3 separate regions of the Mus musculus genome follow, and regions 1 and 2 are each linked to region 3. The links are chromatin contacts, called in public HiChIP or PLAC-seq maps. All regions are on one chromosome and are shown on one strand. Each heading gives the region's core, a stretch centred on a gene start, on an enhancer-like site or on the middle of the called end of the contact. The rest is flanking DNA. Distances are from core to core; before and after follow the strand shown. Region 1 overlaps Rere (arginine glutamic acid dipeptide (RE) repeats). Region 2 has its middle 26 kb from the start of Slc45a1. Region 3 has its middle 12 kb from the start of Car6.

Region 1 (2,700 bases), core at 100-2,599, 380 kb after region 3:
GAAGACAGTATCAGATCTCCTAGATAGAAAATTGTGAGATGCTAAGTGGTGTGTGTGGATGCTGGGACCTGAACTTAGGTTTTCTGGAAGAAAAGCCTGTGCTCTTAAATACTGAGCCATCTCTTTGATCCTTAAAAAGATAATTTAAAAGAATTATTATTCCAGCCTCTGGGGAGACCGGAAGTTGCAGGGTCTGAAGTTAGGGAACTCTGAAGAACCACTCTCTTTAGAAAGGAGATGGTCTAAAGGTACAGCTTAGTGGTAGAGCACATGCTTAGCATGTGAAGGCCCTAAACTCAGCTGCAGCACAAAGAGCAAATGTGTGAAATGGAAGGGAGTCCGGCCCTGTGTTGGAACTCAGGCTGCCCTAAAGCCAGCCTCCTAGCCCTGACCTCTGTCCCCTGCACCAAACCATTCTAACTGTGGTCAAGGAAACCAGGAATAACTCTTGACTTTTCTATTACATTTTGTTGGGTTTTATATCTTACAAAATTGTATATGGGTATTATGCCTTTTTTTTTTAACTTTAAAAAAATATGACATTCTGTAAGACAACGTGTGGTTTTAGGTTGTTTATTTAAGAGATGAGTTAGCATATTCTTCTTACTACCCATTCATTTTGTAACTATTTACTAAATAGCTACAGCATTACATAATTGTAATGCAGTGGTAGTAGGTGTGGCTATGCTCAGTGCTTCAAAAAACCAGGAAGTGCAGGGGAGGAAATGGTAGTTTGTCTTTGGTTTTATGGGGTTTTGGTAGGTTTTTTTTGTTTTGTTTTGTTTTTTGTTTGTTTGTTACTGGTTTGTTTTTTTGTTTTGTTTTTTGTTTTTTGAATAAAGCCCGTGTTCTCTAGTTACAGATGTCAGGTCTGTGACAGAGACAGTGTAAGTGACAGTGTGTGAAGCCAGGCCCTACTGGGCAGATTAGGAACCCTGCTCAGGTTCCACTCACATACTCCATGTAGCCTTGAACTCCAGATTTTATTATCTGCACCCACCAGGGACTGGGATTTGAAGCATGTGCCTGACATGACAGGACACTGGGAATTTCAAACAGAAAATGTAAGGGACACAGTATGGAAACTGTAATAGGCTGGGTTATAATGCCCGAGAGCAGTGGCTCTCAGCCTTCCTACTGCCCTTTGATACAGTTCCTCATTTTGTGATGACCCCTCCCCCACCATAAAATTATTTTTGTTTCTGTTTTGGAATTATAATTTTGCTACTGCTATATGTCATAATGTAAATATCTGTGGTTGAGAAAGAGTCATTCGACCTCCAGAGGGGTCACAACCCACAGGTTGAGAGCAGCAGCTCTAGAGTATCCCACATGACCACAAGAAATACTCATAGTTTGCCAATAGAAGTGTGTGTGCGTGTGTGTATGTGTAACTTTGGTGGTGGCTCACCCCTTTAATCCTGACACTTGGGAGGCAGAGGCAGGCGGATTTCTGAGTTCTAGGCCAGCCTGGTCTATAAAGTGAGTTCCAAGACAGCCAGGGCTATACAGAGAAACCCTGTCTCCAAAAAAAAAAAAAAAAGTAAAAAATAAAAATAAAAGGAAAGAAAAGAAAAGAAAAGTAGTTACAGGATGTTGCAAGTCCCCCAACATCAGTGTCCAGTCAACATCAGTGATAGTTCTTCACCGAACTTGCCCCAGAAACCCCTAGTAGCCAGCTGTAGACTGGTAGCTGTGTTTCTTGTTTTTGTTCTTAATCCTACTAAAACTCTGTTAATGTACATATCCTTCCTTTTTCTTATTTTGTGTGTGTGTGTGTGTGTGTGTGTGTGTGTGTGTGTGTGTGTGTGTGTTGGCTAGAGTCAAGCCCAGTACTTACTTGGTGAAGTCTGTGCCACTGCACTATATCCATCAAGAATTGACCCTCAGTTCTTCTGCTGATGAAATCAGAATGGAAGCAGGGTGGGCGGGGCAGCAGAGAGGCTGCTGGTGTGCATGGGCCTGCTAGTTCCTAGTGAGATGCTGAGCTGGGAGCTGGGCGTTTAGACTGTGTCCTTCCCAGGCACCATCACTAGCCCTGAGCTTTTTTTTAAAAACAAGTCTCACTGTGTAGCCCCAGCTGTCCTAGAACTAGCTATATAGATCAGGGTGGCCTCGAATAATGGCCTTACTCTATGGCTGTATGCGGTGCCTGTGGTTTGAGGTGAGTAAGAACAGAGGAAGAAAGTATATTTAAAGTTCATACTTCCCAGGTGAACTTAGTTCTGAATTTCTGGTCCTTTTGTTTGTTTGGGGTTTTTGATTTGTTTTAACTTTTGAGACAATGTTTCTGTGTATAGTACTGGCTGTCAACCACACCAATAAAGAAAGGCATCAATGTTGACCTCCGCTGACTGTGCAAGCAAGGGCCTCAGAGAGAGTTTAGAAGAGCAAGAAAAGGCACAGCCAGGGAAGCCTAGTGTTCTGTTACCAGATCATGGAAGGAAATTCTGGCTCAAGGTAGTTTTTTAATAGGTTAATGAGTGTAAATGAAAAACTATCATTTGCAGCAGAAGGTGCTGGTCTGAGCTGTGTTGAGTCTTGTTTGTCCATACTGGCTGAGATTCTGGCCTATAGTGTTAGCATTAGTTGTATGATGTGCTGACGTTCTTCCTGTGTATGCAGAATGGGCCTCATTGCGTCCTGCTCACAGCAGAACTGTCTGAGGCTTTGGAGACCTGTGTTTCAGTTGTACAGCTC
Region 2 (2,700 bases), core at 130-2,629, 470 kb after region 3:
CTAAGCGACCTTAGTGCTTGATTCTTTGTTGTTTTTGATAGGGATTCACTGTGTAGCCCTGGTTGGTCTGGAACTTGCTATAAAGACCAGACTGGCCCTGAGCATAGAGATCCGCCTGCCTCTGCCTCCTGAGTGCTAGCATTAAAGGTGTGCACCACCACACCTGGGTCAATGTCTAATTCTTAGTCTGTGGCTATAATAAACTGTCTCCCTCTGGGAAGGTTCAAGTTTCTAATGAATGGTTGAACACTTTTACATGTTGTGTGTTCTTATTGCAAACAGCAATGTTGTTGAAGGAGAGCAGGGACCCAGCTTCAGGCTCCCCTCAGAAAACCTTGAGACCAACATTACACCACTACCAGCTACTCCCTTGCCTCAGAGACACACCAGAGCCAGAAAGTGTCTCCTGTCATCATCTACCTGGGCCAAAGGACAACTGTAGGCTCAGATGTTGGCTTAACAGCAGGGGGTCTTGGGAAGGGGGAATTACAAGGTGTTAATTTTCAAGATAATGATATATATTTAAAAATTAGGGTAGAACTCAACAAGTTGGTTGCAGTTTCTGCTTCAGTCTTTTTATAAGGATTGTGCTGGTAGGGTGTATGGCAGGGTGTACGGTAGGATGTATGGTGGGGTGCACAGTAGAGTGTATGGTGGGGTGCACAGTAGGATATATGGTGGGGTGCACAGTAGGGTGTATGGTGGGGTGCACAGTAGGGTGTATGGTAGGGTGCACAGTAGGGTGTTTGGTGGGGTGTATGGTAAGGTGCACAGTAGGTACACAGTAGGGTGCATGGAAGGACAAAGGCTGAGAGACTCTGGCTTCTGAAGCAGTGGTCCCTGGGGGAAACAGGACCATTTAATCCATGTAAATGCTAAGCCATGGCCTGTGCGGTAATATTTCTTGAAAGAGTGGCAAGCCACCTACTTTGTAAGCACAAAGCGGACAAGCCCTCTCTCAGCAGGCACACCCCGCTACCCCTGGCTGGGCAGCGCACCATAATTCTTCTCCTTTGAGGCTTCTTTTAAATGTTGGGGGAATAAAGGTTTAGGAAGGTTGGAAAGGAAGCCAAACGGCTTTTATCCGATTAGCCCAGGCAATGGCACAAGAGCATTCCCCCCCACCCCGAGAAGAAAAGCCACTGGCAGGAGAAGCCTGCATAGCAACGGGATCTCACACTGTTCCAGGATGTCCCTGAAACTCGGGGAGGGAAAGCTGGCGGAAATGAAGGTGGGGGAGGGGGTGGGGGAGGAAGGTGGGGGAGGGGGGAGGGTGCATGAGCTTTAGATCAGTTGAACGGGGGGCTGGGGGTGGACTCTGTCTGGAGTGCTGCCTATTTAACATAACAAAGTGGACCTGGCCTCCAGGTTCTCCCAGCATCCCTCAGTCCCTACCTGCTATGGCGTAAGTCTGGCATCCCCCCCCCCCACTCCCTTCCACCAGCCTGGGGCTGGGCTGCCCTTCCCCCAGAGGCTGTTCCCTATATAATTCAGACGCTTTGGTCACCTACCCTCTCTGCCTCTTTTGCACCTTTGGCTCCTGGCTCTATACTTGGCTCCCCTCTCTCCCTGCCCCTCCCCCTCTCCTCCCATGCTTCAGGGTCAAGACCACTCTGGACTCTCCCAGATGTGTCTGCCTCTGGTTATGCTCTCCCACGGTCTATAATAAACTTTCCCTCCACCATACCAAGGAGTAGTCACCTCTACCTTCTCTCTCTCTCTCTCTCTCTCTCTCTCTTTCGTTCTTCTCATTAAGGTTTGATGGCCAGTCGGTTCTTGCTTTCCACCTGTGGGTTCCCAGGGACTTGGCTCAAGTTGTGGGGCTTGGGAGCCTTTACCTGCTGATCCTCCTCAGTGGGCCCGTGTTGAGTTTTGTTTCTTTGTTCACTTGTTTGTTTATTTGGAGCCAGTGTCTCTGGCTCGCCTGGAACTCATTGTGCAGGCCAGGGTGGCCTCAAACTTGGGGCAATCCTCCTGCCTCTAGCACCTAAGTGTGCACACCACTTCTCCAGAAACAATGTGTGTGGTGAAGCCGCTGCAGGGGTCAGAGGACGGCTTTGTGGAGTCAACTCTATCCATTTTCATGGCGGTTCCGGGGATTGAACTCTCGCTCGAAGGCCGTCAACCTTTCATGGCAAGAGCCTTTACCTGCCAAGCCACCTTGCCAGCCCCAGATTATATAATTATGAGCTAAGAAACAGGGACTTCTGAGCCGCAGGCAAGATCAAAAGCCTTTACTTATGACACGAGCGAGCAGCATGGGCTTTCATAGCACGCATGCTCAGAAAACGCTAGCGGTAGCATGCTCGGAGAGCGCATGCTCAGGAAACGCTAGTGGTAGCATGCTCGGAGAGCGCATGCTCAGGAAACGCTAGCGGCAGCATGCTCGGAGAGCGCATGCTCAGGAAACGCTAGCGGTAGCATGCTCGGAGAGCGCAGGCCTGAGTTCTGGGACGTCATAGTGGTACCAGCCTTACACAGACTAAAGTGAATGGCTGCAGGCTTCAGGTTGTTCAAAGACCTCAAAGGTCCTAGAAATCAGTTTAGGCAACTGTTACTGTTGGTGGCAGGAGGGAGCGAAGCTGAGGGTTTCCTCAGGGTCTGTCTTGGTGACAGGAAACTAGATGACATAGAAGATGAATCCTGTTTCCATCCAGAGCTTCACGCTCTGCTATGTTTCCAGAGCCCCCATGTCACATG
Region 3 (2,700 bases), core at 23-2,522:
AGTTCAAAGGCATCCTCAGAAATATGGTTAAGTTTGGGGCCAGCCTGGTCTCTAATAAACAGAGAGTAGAATTCAGAGGGGGAATGCGGGTGGCACCACACACTCCCGCTATGCTGCAGACAAAGCAGACCTCCTGCTAACCTCAGCTTCTCTTCCTTCCTGACTTCCCCTCTATTCAGACACTTGTTTTAGCAATAACTCAGGACTTGGCATCTACTCTGCTTTTGGAAACCCAAATTAAGAAAATAACATTGGGGGCTGGTGAGATGGTGCAGTGGGTAAGAGCACCCTTCTGCTCTTCCGAAGGTCCGGAGTTCAAATCCCAGCAACCACATGGTGGCTCACAACCATCCATAAAGAGATCTGACTCCCTCTTCTGGAGTGTCTGAAGACAGCTACAGTGTACTTACATATAATCAATAAATAAATCTTTAAAAAGAAAATAACATTGAGTGCCGGAGAGATGGTTTAGAGGCTAAGAGCACTCAACTGCTCTTGCTGAGAGACCCAGGTTTTGTTCCCAGCAAGCACATGGTAGCTCACAACCATCTGAAACTCCAGTGACGCCCTCTTCTGACCTCCCCGGGCACTGAATACATACTGTGCACACGAATACACGTGGGTATTCACACATAAACAGCAAATAAAATTGGGTAAATATTTTTTAGAACATGTCATTGGTTGGGTATGGTGGTGTAAACCTTTAATCCCAGAACTCAGCTTGTAGCAGTAGATTGCTAATTCTCTCTATATTTCCCCGTAGGTGCATGCGCCTCCTCTACACCTGCCCAAATGTTTTGGAGTTCCCCCCCCCAAAAGATACACACACACACACACACACACACACACACACACACACACACACGGCCCCATCTTTAATATGCCTTAAGCAGCACAATAGCTGGGCACTTTCAAACCTCCCCGAGGCTAGCACTCTCCCCACCGATTTTCCTGAGCTAATACTTTCTAAAGTCTATATTTCATCTCTGCTATCCCAGACCCAATTGGGGAAGTGGCCCATGGGGCCTCTACTCTGACATGGCTGGGTGCTTTCCTTCTTGCTCCCTCACGCGTGATCTCTCTGCTTCCTGGTCAAGGCGATTTGGCTTGCCTCACCCCTCACCCCCCTCCCCGGCCTCACGCCCCCACCCCCGCCCCCGCGTTTCTTGCTCCAGAATCCTAAAAGTCCCGCCTCTGTCTCTCTGCCCAGCTATTGGCCGCTGGCAAATTTATTTCCCAATCAGAGCCAACTGTGGGCAGGGACGCTCACTCAGCTCAGACGTACTAGTTCCCGTGTGATTTCGAGCCAAAGTAACACAAATAGCATTAGAACCAATCCACAACACTCAGAAGAGGCAGGCAGACCTCTGCGAGTTCCAGACCAGCCAATGCTGCCTAATAAATCCCTGTCTCATTGAAGGAGGAAGACGACGAGGGATCTACCACCTTTATGTATGCAGTGTGATCTGGGTCAGGGCACAGCCTGATACCCACAGTTTACTGATCCTTCATGTTTTATGTGCATGGAATCACACATCAGCAGCCTTCATGCCTGGCTTCTAACTGCACTCTGTCGTGTGTCCACACTTCATTGTTTGATGACAGGGTAATGTGCTGTGATGTATATTATATATACATATTGTTAATGTCCAGGAGTTGCCCCTCAAACCACCTGAACACCGATCTCAGTTAAGCAGGGGTGGTTTATTGAATGCATAGCTCAAGACTGATTGACCAGGCCAACAGCTCAAAGCTCCAAGCTGGACATTTCTCAGGGCCAGCTTATAAAGGCTAAAAACCCGAAACCACAATGAGCTCATGCGCAGTCACTGCCCAATGAGCCGCCCTGACTCAAGCCATTTTAGACATAACCGTTCATACTGACGTTTAACTTGATGGGTCGTACATGAAGCTTATAATGGTGGAATTTCTTAAGATTGACGAACTTCATAACATATGTTACAGGGTATGTGGCCAGCACGACCCTGCTCTGAGTCAAGTTATTTTTTTTGTGTGTGCGTGTGACTGGCAGGCATATTTCAGCAACAATGTAAAATAGCTGGCAGGCATGGAGAAAGGTCAGCTGGGTGCTTTCTCTGCCTCTCAAAACTAACATCTGGCTCCTGAGTCTTCACTGGTAACATCCAAAGATTGAGCTTTTGTTTAAAAACAAAAACAAACAAACAAACAAAACAGTGCAGCTGGAGAGATGGCTCAGCAGTTAAGAGAACTGGCTGCTCTTCCAGAGGTCCTGAATTCAGTCCCCAACAACCACATGATGGCTCACAACCATCTGTCATGGGATCTGATGCCGTCTTCTGGTGTGTCTGAAGACAGCGACAGTGTACTCACATACATAAAATAAATAAATAACTTTTTAAAAAACAACAGCAGTGGATCCTCTGGAAAAGCAGCCAGTGCTCTTAACTAAGAACATGAAAACTTCTGTAACTTTGTAACTTTTTTTCTTGTTACATTTTATTTGTGTGTGTGTGTCATATGTATGCACACATGGAGGTCAGAAGACAGCGTTTTTCTCCTTCCACTTTGTGAGTACCGGGAATAGACAGCAGGTGGCGTTGCTCACAGGCCTGCCTCTCCCTGTTTTGATGTCCGTTTTCTCTTCTTTGGGGTACTTGTCCCCAAATTGAATCTCTGGATCCCATGAAAACTCTGTTTAACTCCCCCCCAACACACACA

The links. HiChIP or PLAC-seq counts read pairs in DNA pulled down with a chosen protein or histone mark.
Region 1: an H3K27ac HiChIP or PLAC-seq map of microglia shows a contact between it and region 3, with 4 times the contacts expected there. The contact joins two enhancer-like sites. A contact is called at or near these places in 1 of 39 promoter capture datasets (liver), 3 of 115 datasets of contacts at active chromatin or transcription factors (hepatocytes, large pre-B cells and microglia) and 2 of 9 other capture datasets (embryonic stem cells and liver).
Region 2: an H3K27ac HiChIP or PLAC-seq map of embryonic stem cells shows a contact between it and region 3, with 5 read pairs. The contact joins two enhancer-like sites. A contact is called at or near these places in 4 of 115 datasets of contacts at active chromatin or transcription factors (embryonic stem cells and hepatocytes).

The regions. Positions count from the first base shown.
Region 1 is chr4:150,593,337-150,596,036 of GRCm38.p6, forward strand. The region is part of intron 12 of Rere (arginine glutamic acid dipeptide (RE) repeats); the gene reads left to right. Among named protein-coding and RNA genes, the nearest start is that of Slc45a1, 57 kb to the right of the region's middle. Within about 2 kb of position 1,350, at least 75 of the 459 cell types and tissues checked have an H3K27ac peak or open chromatin away from gene starts, as enhancers often do. A contact at or near this core is called in hepatocytes, liver and microglia, where this site is marked.
Region 2 is chr4:150,676,627-150,679,326 of GRCm38.p6, forward strand. No RefSeq gene overlaps it. Among named protein-coding and RNA genes, the nearest start is that of Slc45a1, 26 kb to the left of the region's middle. Within about 2 kb of position 1,380, at least 33 of the 459 cell types and tissues checked have an H3K27ac peak or open chromatin away from gene starts, as enhancers often do. A contact at or near this core is called in embryonic stem cells, where this site is marked.
Region 3 is chr4:150,211,544-150,214,243 of GRCm38.p6, forward strand. No RefSeq gene overlaps it. Among named protein-coding and RNA genes, the nearest start is that of Car6, 12 kb to the left of the region's middle. Within about 2 kb of position 1,273, at least 190 of the 459 cell types and tissues checked have an H3K27ac peak or open chromatin away from gene starts, as enhancers often do. A contact at or near this core is called in embryonic stem cells, hepatocytes, liver and 1 more, where this site is marked.